Linked DNA regions of Mus musculus: region 2 is linked to region 1. Evidence: chromatin contacts called from public Hi-C data. All regions are on one chromosome and are shown on one strand. The core of a region is the stretch at or near the end of the contact, and the rest is flanking DNA. Distances in the headings are between cores, read along the strand shown.

The links. A called contact is a pair of places that touch in the nucleus more often than the background predicts.
Region 2: a Hi-C map of hematopoietic stem and progenitor cells shows a contact between it and region 1, with 2.0 times the contacts expected there. The contact joins the enhancer-like site here to the promoter of Fam234b in region 1. A contact is called at or near these places in 6 of 39 promoter capture datasets (HPC-7-derived erythroid cells, frontonasal cranial neural crest, hematopoietic stem and progenitor cells and 3 more), 2 of 15 datasets of contacts at CTCF or cohesin (large pre-B cells and pro-B cells), 28 of 484 Hi-C or Micro-C datasets (the 63-12 cell line, B cells, the C2C12 cell line and 20 more), 11 of 115 datasets of contacts at active chromatin or transcription factors (the 230-238 cell line, the HPC-7 cell line, the NIH/3T3 cell line and 7 more) and 4 of 9 other capture datasets (adipose tissue, liver, macrophages and 1 more).

What each region holds. Positions count from the first base shown.
Region 1 is chr6:135,195,254-135,203,035 of GRCm38.p6, forward strand. Fam234b (family with sequence similarity 234, member B) reads left to right here and starts at 2,734. Exons shown (of 13, transcript NM_028982.4): 1 at 2,734-2,848. The coding sequence starts at 2,812. Gm36533 (a long non-coding RNA gene) reads right to left here and starts at 2,771. Exons shown (of 2, transcript XR_869506.2): 1 at 2,623-2,771.
Region 2 is chr6:135,232,799-135,240,580 of GRCm38.p6, forward strand. It overlaps Gsg1 (germ cell associated 1), which reads right to left. Exons shown (of 7, transcript NM_010352.2): 6 at 7,275-7,386; 7 at 4,531-4,947. The coding sequence ends at 4,605. Fam234b (family with sequence similarity 234, member B) reads left to right here. Exons shown (of 13, transcript NM_028982.4): 12 at 458-678; 13 at 1,181-3,442. The coding sequence ends at 1,186. Among named protein-coding and RNA genes, the nearest start is that of Gsg1, 18 kb to the right of the region's middle. Within about 2 kb of position 4,828, at least 45 of the 459 cell types and tissues checked have an H3K27ac peak or open chromatin away from gene starts, as enhancers often do. A contact at or near this core is called in double positive thymocytes, hematopoietic stem and progenitor cells, memory CD8 T cells and 1 more, where this site is marked.

The DNA.
Region 1 (7,782 bases), core at 1,484-3,983:
GTTGACAAAAAACCAACGAGCACTCTTCACTGAAACTGAAACTCAATGTTTCTGCTAGTCTGGCTGGACAGAGAACCCCAAATTCTGCTGTCCCCCAACCAAGCGCTGGGACTTCAGGAGCATGCAGTCATGCCCAACTGTTATAGGGTGCTGAGGATCTGAACTGAAGCTGCCACACTTGTTCAACAAGCACTTTACCACCCAACCATCTCCCTGGATCCTATTTACAAAAAAACAAAAAACAAAAACCAAAACAAAACCCAACCAACCAACCAACCAACCAAAAAACCCCAAAAAACTGAGATAGTATCTCTTTACACAACCCAGGCTGGCACACTGAACTAGATTTCCAAGCTGCCACCGCCTCCTGAGTACTGACTTTACAGGTGTGTCACCATGCCCAGTTGCAAAGTTTTCAAACTGTAACGTTGAACTATTTCATGTCATTTGCATTACACGCACAGGGACATCCTTTTATCTTTTCACTATGGAAAGTGCACGGGCTTTTCTCCTTTCTCTGCCCTGTGTTACCTGGCTGTTCTGGTCACCTCCCTGTCCCGGGTGTTCAAGCTCCTGACCTTCTATATCCTCATACTCCAGGGCTACCGACGCTGACTGTGTTCTAATGACTAAATCTGATACCAGGCAAGCAGCTACCTGCTTGTTGTGACTTGTTTCTTTCCTTGGATGACCTACATTGGTATAAAATATGGTTTTTAAGCATATGCAGAGAAACTGGAAAACAGTGAACATCTCAATAATTATAGAACACTGAAAGTATTAGCAGGTAAGGGGCCAGTGATATGGCTTAGTGGTGCCTGGGTCAGCACTGACCACCTGGGTTCAGTTCCCAACACCCACACAGTGGAAAGAGAGCATGGGGTTTCAAAAGTATGCATCTACTCAGACTCACACACATACATACACAAGATAAATAAATGTACATATACAAGACAAATGTTAAAGAAGAATTAACACTTAAGTCATTAAGTGTTAAGTCATTAAAATTAACACCATTGTTAATATTAATTGTGGTGTAGGTTGGCTTACTCCTTTTATTTAAAAAGTTTTATTTATTTTCATGTGCATGGGTGTTTTGCCTGCATGCTTATCTATGTGCCATGTGTGTTCCTGGTGCCCAAGGAAGCCAGAGAGGGCATTGATGGAGTTAACAGAAGGTTGTGAACTGCCATGTGGGTGCTGGGAATTGAACTTGGGGCCTCTGGAAGAGCAGCCAGTGCTTTTAACCACTGAGCCATCTCTCTAGCCCCCAAATTTACAATTTTATTACTTAGTAAATTAAAAATCAAAACATTAATTAGCCATGTGCTATGGTACATGTCTATAATCTCAGAACTGGGGAGACAGAGGCAGGCAGATAGACCTCTGGAAGTTCCAGGACAGCCTGGTTTACATAGTGTGACTCTGTCTCAAATAACAGCAATAAGACATCAACCAGAAGGACACTAGGTTACTGACGAAACATTAGTTGTTGGTGCTAAGTGTTTTGCACGTTTATATTCGACTCTCAGAACAACTCTTGTGGAACAGAAACGGTTTATCAGCATTAAGCAGACGGTGGGGAGACATGACTAGATAACTGAGACACTCCGGGGTCAAGCTAATGCTCTCAGTATTAGCTCCATCTCTTGGTGCCTGTGAGTGAGAAACCAGTCAGCTCCTGTTTGCTGGACCTCGCAAGCCAGGGCAGCAGCAGGTAGAGTGTAAATACTTCCCTGGAAAGAGCTGAGATCAGGAAACCCAGGTCTGTGCCACAGCATACCTCAGACTGCACTTAGGACAGGGAAAAGAGTCACAGGAGCTGTGTGCTTTAAAAGGATGGTGTCGCTTAATTCTCTAAGCAACAAGGCGATAGCATCATTTTCATTTCAAGAGAGCCAGCCAGGTGTGGTGTTGTGTGTCTGTAATTCCAGCACTTACACAGTGAAGGCCGGGGTGGGGGTGGGGGGTTAGGAACTCCAGGCCAGTTTCAACTACATAGCCAATTCAATGCCAGTCTATACTACATGATCTCAATATATAAATAAATAAACAAATAAACCAATAAATGAGTAAACAAACTAATGAATACATCTCTCTCTCTCTCTCTCTCTCTCTCTCTCTCTCTCTCTCTCTGTGTGTGTGTGTGTGTGTGTGTGTGTGTGTGTGTGTGTGTGTGTAAACAGGGTCTCACTATGTAGTCCTGGCTGGCTTGTAACTCTATGTAGACCAGGTTGGCCTCAAACTCAGAGAGGCAAGCTCAACCACACTGAGCCATAGATAAGTAAGTGAAACAAGCAAACAAACAAATCTGGTGCTTGGAAGTGGAAGCAGAAGGATCAGGAGTTCAAGGTCACCCTCACCTACAAAGCCAGTTTCCATTGAGACTCCTGGCTCCAAAACAGATGGACAGACTGACTGACAGACAGGACAGACAAACAAACAAAGCCGAGTCTCAGTGACTTGCCAAGATGGCTCAGGTAGTAAATTGCGCACGCAGGCTTCAAATTCAGTTTGTCAATTCCAAACCCACGCGAACTTCACAGCCCGCGCCTTCTTAAGTATCTACAACCTCATTCTAGGTTCTTCATACACAGGTTGGGGAGAGATGACTTTCCTTACCGGCTGCTGAGGCGCAAGCGACTCAACCTTGGCTCCGCGCCGCACCAGTGACCTGCGACAGTGGGCGCCTCCTCCTAGCTGGGCTCCCGGCAGGTCACACCTTTCCCGCCCGCAGCCCCACGCGCGGTTCGCAGCGAACTACACTTCCCGGCAGGACGCGGCGCGCGCACGCGCACGGGGGCCTCCGCCATGGCGACAGTGCTGTCCAGGGCTCTCAAGCTCCCGGGTAAGGAGTCTGCAGCCCCGCGACCACGCTGTGGAGACCTGGCCTGGGGAGATGAGCGAGGCGAGGCGTGGCGCGGCGGGGCCTGGCTGTTATCTGGGAGGGCTGCAGCGTCCGGGGTAGAGGAAGGGGGCTCCCGGGTGTGAGTCGGGGACCGGGGACGCTCGGGGACACTTGGGGACTCTCGGGGACTCCCGGGGCAGACATTGCTGGAGGTGCGCGGGGCCGGGTCGAAAGTGGAGGGACGAGACGGTTACTGTCAGGTCAGAGCGCATGTCGTCGCAGTCTCCAAGGGAAGGCCAGACATTGGAGCATCCTTCCCTGAGCGCCGGGACTAGCTGCTGCTATCTGGGGCTGGACCAGAGGGGGAGCCGGGGGCTGCAGGACTGTAAGTGAGTGGCCTGGGCAGAACAGCATCCACTTACTGACAGCAGCTTTGCCGCTGTGAGCTAGCCCAGACAGGTGTTCTCCTTCCTCCTGTGTGCAGGAGGAAAGAAGAAAGATTAGGAAAATGGCTAATTGAATCACACGGGATCACACAGCAGGACACTGTGCTGTTTGAATTGCACTGTTTTAACCAAAGTGTATTTATTCTGTCGTTGGCAAAATTTAAACATTTAGGGCTTTCGAAAAATCTGTGGCTCCACTTAAAAAAATTAAACACTAAGTTATAAGCATTTATTGGCTGATCACATAAGACAGGAAGCAGTTATTTTCTCTGCCACGTTAGAAAGGGTCGCTCTGATAGTAAGCCTGAGGCCCTAGGAGGGTTGCAGGGACCTTGTTCTCAAAGAGTTTCTAGTCTGCTACCTTGAAACCGGCCTTGTATTTTAGATAACAAGAGACTCCATGTCTTTAGATCTTTCTCCCCTTTGCTGGCTGCTTGGAACTCTGGAAAGAACAGTGATACGATCTGTCTTGGAGTGTACACAATACTGAAATTAAGAGAGAGGCTTGCTTTCTCTGCAGGATACATTGACTTTGACGAAAGTACCCTGGGTTTTGAATGCTATCTTGTCAAAGGCATTTTCAGCCCTTTTTGTTTGTTTGTTTGTTTGTTTTTAGAGTTCTTGTTTTAGTTCAGCATAGATGATTGCTACTCTCTGAGAATAAAACAGAAAGGGAATGTACCTCGGGGTACAGGCTTACTTAGCACCCACAGAGCCAAGTCCCCCCCCCCCCAAAGCACTGAAAAAAAGAGGTAGTTATAGTCAAGTGGAGGTGGAACAAGAGATAATACCGGGCGAATATGAGAAAAACACAATCCTTTTGTATACTCTTCAAAATAATCATTAAAAAAAAAATAATGGGAGAATAGCTTGCCTGAGCTCTTTTGTGTCTTCACTCTGAGAATGTGCTGCGCACAGAATACTCCTTGGTGTGTTGGCTTACAGTTATCTCATCAGCTGACAGCCTGGGGTGATGGATTCTTGTGTTTGGAAGGCAGTTTGGCCCTAAGGGATGAGCTATGATCAATACTAAGGCCTACATACAGTATCTATATTTCCTGTAAGTGATGTGGATTTTCTTCTTTCTTTTGGCTTGTTTTTCTCCTGGTCTCTCCTTGGCCCTTTCCCTTCACTACCCAAAATATGGTTTGTGGCTTTTCATTAGGTAGAAGTTGCTTTCTCAAAGCTGCTTTTGGATACCGCGTGTAATTGGGAAGATGAGACTGTAGTCCCGGCTGTGTTATCTTAGTTAACTCTCTTACTACTTTCCTGTGTGAAGGGAGCAAAGGGAACGGTGGCTGAGAGCAGGAGAGGGGCTCTGGATTTGACTGGATCCGTTTTGATTTGACTTCTGTGCTGAGGAGCCCCTCCAGGGCTTTGCATTGCTGGGCATGCAAGCGACCAGCTGAGTGGCATCCCCAGCCATGCCCCAGACTAAATGCTTTCTTCACTTGCTTAGCTGCTTTATCTCTTTAAGCGTTCATTTCCTCATCTGCCATAGTAGTGTTGTTCTAGAACATTCTCTACGCGCCATACACTGCTTGGCATATTTATCTCACAGGGTTATTTGGAGTGGTACAAGAGATGGTCGTCCTTTGGAATTTAATTAGCTTCTGACACATTAGCTACAGTTTTGGTCGTTAGTAGCGCATGGGGGTGGCATACGACCGAAGGGTCCATCCAGCAGATCCAGGGACAAAGCTCTGCTGGGGATGCGTTTCATAATCTAAAACCTGTTCACTGAGCTCAGGTTGGAAAGGTGTTTGGCTCCCAGGCCTGGCACGAGGTTAATAAGTAACAGAGGGACAATGTGGCATTTATAAAGCTGGTAGGGCAGCTTATCTCTCAGGTATATGTTTTCTTAGTTTTAAAGTTTGAAGGTCAAACACTGAAGGGACTGTTAAAGCACAATGTTATTGTTGTGGTTTGTTTTATGGCATGTGACTTAGAGAGTCTGTGCCCCTAGATAAACTAACCTAGATTGGGGGGTTATTTGTTTTAGTATAGGTACATATCCCATCGCACGTGTAGGTTACCGTATATGCTGTGGTGCCGGGTGTCACAGGGTAGCACACATTTCAGTGTATCTCCCTAAGGACATTTGGGCACAGCACAGCTGCTTCCCTTCATAGGCATGCTTCCTCCGCACCATGCAGGGACACTTGAGTCACTATCTCAGCCTCCTAGGAGACAAAGCAGGCTCCAGAAAGCTTTTATATCTATGTGTTATGAAACCAGTGTCTTCTCCTATATTCTTTGCAGACATAAAACAGTTAATTACATAAATGTGTGTGAGAGTGTGTATGTGAGCATGTGCTCGTGCATGTGCCCGTGTGTGCGCGAGCATCTGTATGGGCATGTTCATGTGTTTGCAAGGGGCCCCTGCTGGCTGGAGGCATAGCATCCCCTCTGGAGCTAGAGGTACAGGAGCTTGCTTCACGTCAGTGCGAAGGATTCAGTGCAGGTCCTCTGCAAGAACAGTGCATGCTCTCAGCTGTTAAGTCATCTCTCCAGTGCCTCCTTGCAGACATTTCATTGACTGAAAACTGGGGCCTGGGAAGATGGCTCAGTGGGTAAGAGCAGTCACTGTACACACCCGAGGAACTGAGCTTGAATTCCTCCTGGCACTCACATAAAAAGCTGGCCATGACCACACGTGTTCCTGGTAGCCCCGGTGCTGCAGTGGGTAGAAAAGGGAAGATTGCTGGTACTTGCTAGCTTCTAACCTAGTTTAGGTTCAGTGTGAGATCTTTCTCTAAGAATAGAAAGTGGAGAACAATACAACAGGATTCCTGGCATCCTCTTCTGGTATGTGTACACACATCAGCGTATATACATTATACATATACTATACACCTACCATTCTCAGAGACACACACATACACTATACATACATATACACCATCTATATACATACACATACATACACACTGCACATATGTATATACCATGTATATACATACCATACATACATATACACACACTGCACATATATATCATTATGTGTGTGTGTGTGTGTAACACACACCATACACACACATACGAACATACCATATACATGTGTACCACAATTACAACACACACACACTTGTATATACATCACACCTCGCATGTGCATACTACACACACACACACACACACACACACACACACACACACACACACACACCACCTGTGCTCACTGGAAGCAGCAGACTCAGAGTGAGTCTGGGTCCTAGACTGTGAAGCACAGGTTCATGTCTGACCTGAGTATGGCCTAAGGCCAGTCAGGGACTTGTTGTTCTGCCCATTTCTGTTATCTTTCTGTGGATAGAAAAAACCTTGGCCTAGTCAGAATTTGCAGTCTGTAGTAACTAAGATGTTTGTTTTCATACTCTCTGTGTTAGTGTAAATGCAAATATTTATGCTCCGAAGGTTGGTCTGGATCTATCCCAATCTTCTGGGATCTTTAAAGGCAGCAGACAATGGTGGCTCTAGGTTCTGGGGTGCTTACTTCATACTTCAGAGGCCCTGAACTTTATACTGTAAGTTCTTCCCCTGAGGACTTTGTAGTTCTATTACGCTCTTCCCACTATCCATGTAGCCCAGGCTGGTCTGGAACTCACCATACAGCAGAGATCGATTGTAAAGGCCTGGTTCCCTGCCTCCACCTCCTAAGTGTTGTGATCATAGGCATGTGTTACCACAAGTAGGGGAAATTAGCCTAGTAAAAGGTTATAAAATGTGTGTGTGTGTGTGTGTGTGTGTGTGTGTGTGTGTGCATGCACATGTGTGATGGTGGCAAGGGGCATGCATGTGTGGCACACATGTGGAAGGCAGAGGATAACTTGCAAGGTCCTGGGGATTGTCAAGATTGGCACCCACTGAGCCATCTCACTGTCTGTTTTCCAGGCTATCCTCAAACTCTTGAACCTACTGAATTAGGTGCTTCACTGTAGCAGCTGCTAGTTTGCCTTCTGTCATGCTTAGGACTTGATTCCCCCTAAGCCTAGAGGGCATGCTATTCCTTTGCTCTTCTTGAAGTCTTACGGTTTTATGAGAATGCTCAGTGATGGTTATTCTGCACCCGGTTCTCTTTGGGCCCTGGGCTCCATTTATGCTGCAGTGAGGTTTGCCTATCACAGGCGCTCTCTGTCTCCTTTTGCATCTCCTCTAAGTACCAGGCCCATCTTCTTTCCTCTTCAGCTATACATATCTCTGCATTGGTCAGTTTCTTGTTATTTTGTTCGGTTTGAGGTTTTTAAAATTTTAAAAATCACGTGCGTATGTGTGTGTGGGTTTATACATGTGAGTGCAGTGTCTGTAGAGGCCAGAAGAGGGCGTCAGGCCCTGGAGTTACAGGCAGTTGTCAACTGCCTAAAACACATGGCAACTGAGCTCCTGTTCCCTGGGGGAGGCATGTATGTGCTTAACTGTTGAGACATGTTTCCAGCCCTGGATTGAGTGTTTTCAGACAGGGTCTTTTTTTTTAAAGCCGGTTGGTCTGAA
Region 2 (7,782 bases), core at 3,578-6,077, 40 kb after region 1:
TAGAGGCAGGAGAACTCATTTCTCCTTGGCTACAGAGCCAGTTCAAGGCTGCTTTCCAAGCTAGGACAATACTGGTCATCTATGTGTCCTCCAGAGTAAAGCACCATGGTTACCCGAAACCCTGGGCAGAGGAGGAGAGGAGAGTGGCTCCAGAGGAAGAGACAGAGTGAGCCGAAGCAACGGGGTGGAGGAACGCTGGCTGGGTTTGAAGCTCACAGTGACAGCGTGTTAAGGGGAGGTGCCAGTGAGCCTGAATAAAGTGAATAAAGCTCTGTATGGAAAAAAGAACCTCATGTCCCTTTCAGACAAGCACGGCTGATTCCTATTTTAAAGACAAGGCAGGGAGTCGAGTGTAGGACCTTGTGCCTGTCATATAAATGCTCGTGATGATGACCTGCACTGCTGGACGGAACCACTCCTCTCTCGCTAACCGCTTCTTGTCTTTGTCCTTCCTCAGTTGGAATCAACGACATCTGGAAAGATGCCTTTTATGTCACCAGGACAACAGGGATGAGCCCTGAAGGACACCCTACCTCTCTGGTGGTCAGCAAGCTTAGCCTGCGCTGGGCACTCATGGAAGGCCAGATGGTCCAGCTGAAGGAGACCACCCCTAAAATTGGCCGTGGGGAACTGCGAAGATTCCTGTCTAGGATAAAGTTTGTTGATTCTCCCTACCAGGTAACTAGATTTTACTTTTTAGTTAAAAATAAAATTCTTTTTTTAAAATCACATCTATGTGTAAGGCTCACACATATCCTGACACATGTTTAGTGATCAGTGGACAGTTCTAGAAATTAGTTTTCTTCTGTGTAGGATGTTCAGGTATTTAGAAATGTAGCATTGTGTGTGTGTGTGTGTGTTTTTCCATCCCAATGACTGGATGGGGTAGATCTTCCTGGTAGGGTACCAATGATGTTCAAGTCTATGCAACTTTGGTTTACAGAAACTATATACTACACAGTTACCTTGCTGAGAACACCAGCCCTTTCCCTTAAAAAAATATCTGGGACAAGTTTAAAGTTGAAGAGCTTGGTCATTGAGAAGGACCAAGTCCCTGGGACTCACAAACTGTTGGAACTAAACCACAAGACCGGGAAAGGAAGAAACATTCCCATGTTTAGATTTCCCATTGCTTTGGAAATCCCATTTAAAGAGGGTAATAATGGCCCCTTCCCTACAGATCTAGTGCAACGGAATTCTCCGGATTCAGAACAACTTGACGGACTGGCTCCTGTCTCTCCTGCATCAGTTCTCTTGAGAGAGGATGACTTCAGGGTTGTGCAGCACTTGGGATCACTGTCCTGCGGCAGCGTGTTGAAGCTGAGATGTAGCATGGTCCGCTTAGCTGGGGAACCTCACGACCTTTCCGTCCCCACGCTAACCCCTTCTCCCGAGAACTCTGTGTGGATACTTTGGAAATGTGAATCTTATAGCTGTTTTAATTTTTTTTTGTACCTTTAATTTATAAACCCTTGTGGGGAAAGCCAGTGACCTACAAGCAGGATATATGTTGTTTTGCCTTAGGCCCTGTGTGTCTCTCTGTGTATGTGTGTGTGTCTCTGTATGTGTGTGTGTGCCCAGTGTTGTAACAATTATTCTTGAGATATGCCCCAAGCTTCAGGGATTCCGTTTCCTGTCCTGGTGAAGTTCATCTGGCTTGGCCATCTTGATGCGGCTGGATGGCCTATCTCTGGTCCTGAGGGTCGCGCACCACTGTTTTCCCTCTGCCCGCCTATACTGTGGTTCCTTTCCACAGCAGTGAGGAACACTGGAGGTTGTGCTGGGGGCTCGTTATCCTGTGTGCTCATCTGTCTGTCTCCTAGACTCTCCACCCGCAGAGTGCAGACACGCTTCTATCACAGAGAGAGCAAGGGTGCCTCGGACCAGGGCCTTGTGCCAAGCCCTTAGAGCTTTGATGGCTCTGCAGCTGTGATCTTTGATTCTGCAGCAATGGCAGAGGGTTTGCATGCGCACTGTCCTCAGTCCCATGGCCTTGTCCTGCCGTAGCTCTGCCCTCTCGCCCTGAGTCTTTCTTCTCTGGGGCATCTCCATCTCTTCCCGCTTCCTCTCTTATTCAGGGATCTGTTTCTGGACTTCTGCTTCTTGGGTCCGGTATGCAACCACTCTGGCCCCGTGTCCTTCCCTCCTTGTAGAGCTTTGAAAGCATATTCTGAGAAAGTTCTCTTGTAAATACTGTAACTTTTTTATAATGACCAAGTTCTTTAGAATTATTGCCATCCTTTTCTGCCCCCTTCTAGGTAAGTGTGTGACCTCTTTTAACTCTTTCAAATGTCTATGTCATTATCTGTCATGCTGTCTGTTCTCATGGTGGCCAATGAAAACACACTTCTCTTGAGGGAAAGCCAGATTCTCATCTCACTTGGGCATGTATGTCTTTTTAGCTTCTGTTAATAAATTTCAGGAAACGTAGATTCTAGGTTTAAGGGGCTAACTATGAGTTGCCCACAAGAGGTGTTATGGGTAGCAGAGGTTGGTCCTTGGACCACCCAGCAGATTGGCCTCACCAGACTTGTTGGTACGTCTGCCAGAAAGAGCAGAAAAGCATATTTGGAAGTCATATGGGACCAGGTTGACCTTGGGGAGGGGGAAACAATGAATAGGATCCTTTAGAGTCTGGAGATGATTCTAGGTTATTTCTAGTAAGTTGAATTTCTGCCAGTGAAAGGGTTTAGAATATAGTTTGGAGTGTGGACTAGTTTTCAGTGGACCAACACGGGAGATGGGTGGGGGTCCTCTGGCCTGCTTGAGCCCTTGTAGGCCCAGTGTTCTCTGCAGTGTTGTTCTCAGAGAAGCCAGCCTGTGCAGGAAGGGGGAAGATACAAGGCTGCTCAATGGAGTGCTTGGGTTGTTGCTCGGCCTGGAGGCTGTTTATGCTGGTTGAGTCTTAGCTGAGAGGAAGCTCCACAGACAATATCCCTGAATTAACATCCTAACTTCTTCCTAGAAGTGTGAATCGCTTCCCTGCTGAATGCAATGCAAACTCTAGGCTTACTTCCTGTTGCAGCTGGTTATAGAAAGGTAGCTGAGGGTTGAGATGGCTTCATCTGGCCTCCTGTCAAAGGCCTCCTCTAAACCCTCCTCCTTGTAGGCAACAACTTCCCCAGATATTCAAGATAGGAAGTGTTCAATGAGGGCAGCCCACAGAATCAGCCTGAGCACACCTCAGTAGTGCTGTCTGCATGGCAAGGGTCTCCCCTCCTCTCAGCCTCTCCCTTCCTTCCTTTGTAAGCCCTCCTGCCTCTGCCCTGCACAGCACCCCCACAGGCCCCCAAACATGTGGTGCGGTGATACCGACTAACCCCAGGAATGTGAATTGCTGTCCACGTTACCTGCATTGAGGAGCAGCCCGGGGTTTGTTGCCAGGAAGTAAGGTTTAAAATGTGAACTGCTACAGAACAAATAAATGCTGTGTACAGGAATATACACGTGTGTCCTTTTCTCATTTGCCCTGCTAACCAGGATGGCTCACTTCCCTTGTAGAATAAAGACGAGTAGATAGCTGGCATCCTCCGTGGAGGGAAACAGTGGGACCAGTTTCTGAGATGAGGGAGCAGGTGGATATCCAGAGGGCAACATCTGCCCCAGTCTCATTCATGGTAGAAACCCCTGTATGAGTCTCCTCTGGGAACCCGGGAGGCCATTTCTAGAAGGGGGCCTGATGCTATAGAAACCTCCATGTACCATACCTTCCTAATGGCTTCTAGGGCCATATTTAATAATGTTTTTAAAATTTTATCATCATATGTGCCATGTTTCCTTCCACTGAAGGATCCAGGAATCAACTCCAGGCTGACAGGCGTGTGCAGCAGGTACTTAACCACTGAGCCATTTAACCAGCCTATTTTTTTTTCAAGTTGTTTTGAGATTTATTCTGTGTGTATGGGTGGTTTGGCTGCCTGTATGTCTGGCTGTATGTGCATGCGTGTGCCTGTGGAGGCCAGGAGAGGGCGTTAGATCCTCTGCAGTTGGAGTTACAGTGATTAGCCACCAGGAGTGGAATGTTCTGGAAGAATAGCCAGTGCTCTGAACCACTGAGGCTCCTATCCAACTCTGTAACCAGCCCATTTAATCATACTTTACAAGCTACTATGAACATTCAAGACACTTGCAAGTGTGTAGGATGCCCTCAATAGTGTCTCCATCTATCTCCCTGTGCGTGACTTCCAGAAGAACTCTAGTCCACCACAGATAAGCCACCGTCAAAGTGCTTAGCTGCATTTCAACTTCCAGACAGCTTACCAGACTCTTAAAGGTAGGAACTGTTTTACACCTGACCTTTTTATCCGAAGCGTGTAGTCTAGAACCTGCCTTAAGCAATCGGTAGAGAGAAGGTGGGTCTGGAGACGCGAGATGGGAGACAGATAGGGTGAAGCAGTGTCAAGGAGAAGGAGGCAGAGCAATGCCCTCTGGGTAGTGGTGGTGCACACCTTTAAATCCCAGCACTTGGGAGGCACAGGGAGGTTCTCTTATCTTACTCTTAGCTTCTAAAAATAAGGCTCAGGAGACTTGTTTGCTTAAGCAGATGTTGATAGTGAGCGACACCTATGGTAGGACTTAGCCTGCTTCCCAAACCCACTTAACTCCTAACGCTGCTCTTCTACAGATGGCTCGACCACTTCCTTTAGCTCCTGGCTGATCCCTTGTTGAAATTCTTTGTCCTGTAGCGCCGAGTAGAGGTCAATAGCTTCAGAGACAGAGCGGATGGGATGGCTGGGGTACTGATGGCAGCTGGACAAAGGTTCCCCTGCGTGGGTTGTGCACGTCAGCGGAGGAGGAAGGAAACAGCGGTGGTGCTGCGCCAGGCAGCTGGGGTTGGTGTTAAAGCTCTTGCTGTGCCTGCACTTGAACTCCAGCACCATCCTCGTGTACATGTTGAAGGTGGTGACCGCTGACGCCATGCAGCAGGTGAAGGAAACCCACGCTGTGCTAGGGGCAAACACAAAGGAGGGCCAGTAAGAGTCTGACTCTGGAAAGAGAAGCACCATGCATACTGCCACAGGCTAGGCGCTGTCTTTAGGGGGATATGGGGACCTGAGTATATTGCCTTCTGCCATGCTACTGTGAAGGACGGAGACCAGAGGACTTCATCGGCCTTAGTTTTGTACTCAAAGAGAAAACAGGTAGTCTACTGCACTGAATTCCACCACTCGCCACCGACTGCCATGCTTTGATACCTCTGTCTGTGGTATGTTTATTTACCCCTATAAAATCTCCCAGACCTCCTAGACTTCAGGCTCTCATCTATGTGGTGGGCAGGCTCAGACATACCCCCTTACCCCTTCTTTTTTCCCTTTATGCCCTTCGCCAAAGAGATCCCTTCACCCTGATCCTGGAGTAACCGTCCCTCCACTGCCCAGCGTTGTTTGAACTTAACTGTTCCCAAGTTGAGCCTTTTGAATCATTCATGAAGACATTTTGCTACAGCTCTGCAGGCATCATCACCTTTTGCTCTAGTGGGGTTCAACTATTATGAACGCTGTGGTCCTTGGCACAGGGTCATTTACAGTGGAAGCTGAGTGTGAATAGAAGCTGGGTGGGTCCCAGAAAGGAGAAAGCACAGCAGGGAACGACAGCATTCCTAAAGACTTGGGAAACCAAACCCTTAAATCTCGCTGCTATCTTGGGAAGCCCAGGAAACAGGAGGTTTTGTGAGGTTAAGACCTGCCTGGAGGCCAAAGGCTGGTGAAAGGCAGGCCCAGGGCCTGTTATCCCTGACAGTCGATGACTTGCAGCCTGAGCCCCAGAGTTCTCTGCTTCTTTGTGTGTGTCTCCTGTGTACAACCTTTTGGATCTGTCCACCTTATTTGAGGCTACATGTCTTTTGTTGTTTGCCTAACTGGCCTATGAGCTTCCGGGAACTCTCCACGCCTCCCATCCCTCTCAATCTATAATCCACAGGGATTATAGACACATGCTCCTGTGTCCTCCTTCTACATGGGTCCTAGGGATTTGAACTCAGGTCCTCATGAGTTCATCATAGATGGCACACGTCTTTAGTTACAGCACTTGGGAGGCAGAGACAGGCAGATCTCTGTGAGTTCCAGGCCAGCCTGGTCTACGAAGCAAGTTCAGGACAGCCAGGGCTCCATGGAGAAACCTTGATTGAAAAACAAATGAAAAACAAAGGAAGGAAGGAAGGAAGAAAGGAAGGAAAGAAAAAGAAAGAAAGAGAAGATGAGCAAAAAGCAAAACCTGACTGGTTGTGGTTGGGGCAAACGGCAAAGCTGACCTGGGGCTGGTGGTCCGATTAGAGTCCTCAGTCACAACACATTGCAGCTTGAGGAAATGGATAGGATCTGATGTGGAAAAGCCCCACTGTAGGTACAGTTATTATGGAACTGTGAGCCCAGCCTACTGCGTTTTCTGTACCCTTGGTATGTTTTTTTTTTTTTTTTAAAGCAGATCTAGTGGAGGTTTATTCAGGAAAAATGAGAAAGGACTCCTGGAGGGGGAGGGGCTCCGAGTAAAGGTGGCATTCAGCTTGGATGTGTGGAGGGTGGTGAACGCCTAAAATGCCAGCGCTTGGGAAGCTGAGGCAGGAGAATCAGGAGTTCACGGCCAGCCTCCGCTACATAGTTAGAGGCTAACTTGGCAACATGAGATACACCTCACACCCCACAGGAGAAGTTTGAAATGACCGAGCCCTTTGTGTTTAAGGCTACCGTGTAGAAGGAAACAGTATTGTGTGAGGCCACCGGGGCTGGTGTGGGCTGGAGCTCTTTCTGCGCAGACGCTCTGAACTCCAGCACTGACCTCTTGGTGACAGCTGGTGCCATACGGTTCTATTTCTAGCAAGTTCAGTAGAATTTGAAACTCAGGAGTTAGGAAGAAGTTACTCTTGGAGTAAGGGTATATATACTCGATGCAAGAGATTCCGGTTGAGGATCGCCGACGGATCAGATGGCGTTCAATCCAATTTTCAAGGTTATAACTATTGTCCGCATTTCTCTAATACCCTGAGTCATAAACTATAGAGCATGTAGCATAGTTCTCACAAGCTGTATAAGACCAGCCTTGCTTCTCAAGGACAGTACACAGATCACAGACAAAGAAGCAACTATTACAGCTGCTGAGCAGAAAAGCTGGACCAGGTTGCATCCTCAAAGCCAGAGAGGAGAATGTTCTATGCACCCTCTGAAGGCAGAGAGCAGGGAGGGAGGGAGAGGATGCCTCCTGGTCCTGCTCTGCATTTGATGATGGATGAAGATGGCCTGGAGTCGAGCTGTCAAGCCTCAAGGTATAAAGATACTTACTAGAAGGCCCAGCCGTAATTCCAAGAGTGTGGTCTCCAGTCCTCCGGACCTAAGTTGGCAGTTGCCTGGAAGACTTGTGAATATAGCATATGAGCCACCATCCCCAGAAGTCCTACGGAGGAACAAGAAAGCAGAGATGTGTGTGGCATCTGGCTATTGGCACCAGGGTCAGTCTGCCCTGGGCATCCATGGCTCCTTTGCCATCACATTTCCTGGGATACTGTGGGAGGAGCATCTCCTCACATGTCCATAATTCACAACAGTCGAGAGCTGGGACAGAGTCTGAGTCACTCTCATGGCTATTGCCCATTTTGAGTTCTTCCTACACATTGGTCTTCAGTGTGTGTGTGTGTGATTTTATTTCACTTTAAATTTTAACCAACAGTGACTGTGCTGTGTGGTAAAGCTATAGATTCTGGTTGGGAAGTAGAGCCAGCTAAAAGTTGTACATGTTGAGGAAGCGTGCGAATAGAGGAACCTAGAAGCGAAAGCCTGTGTGACGGACAGA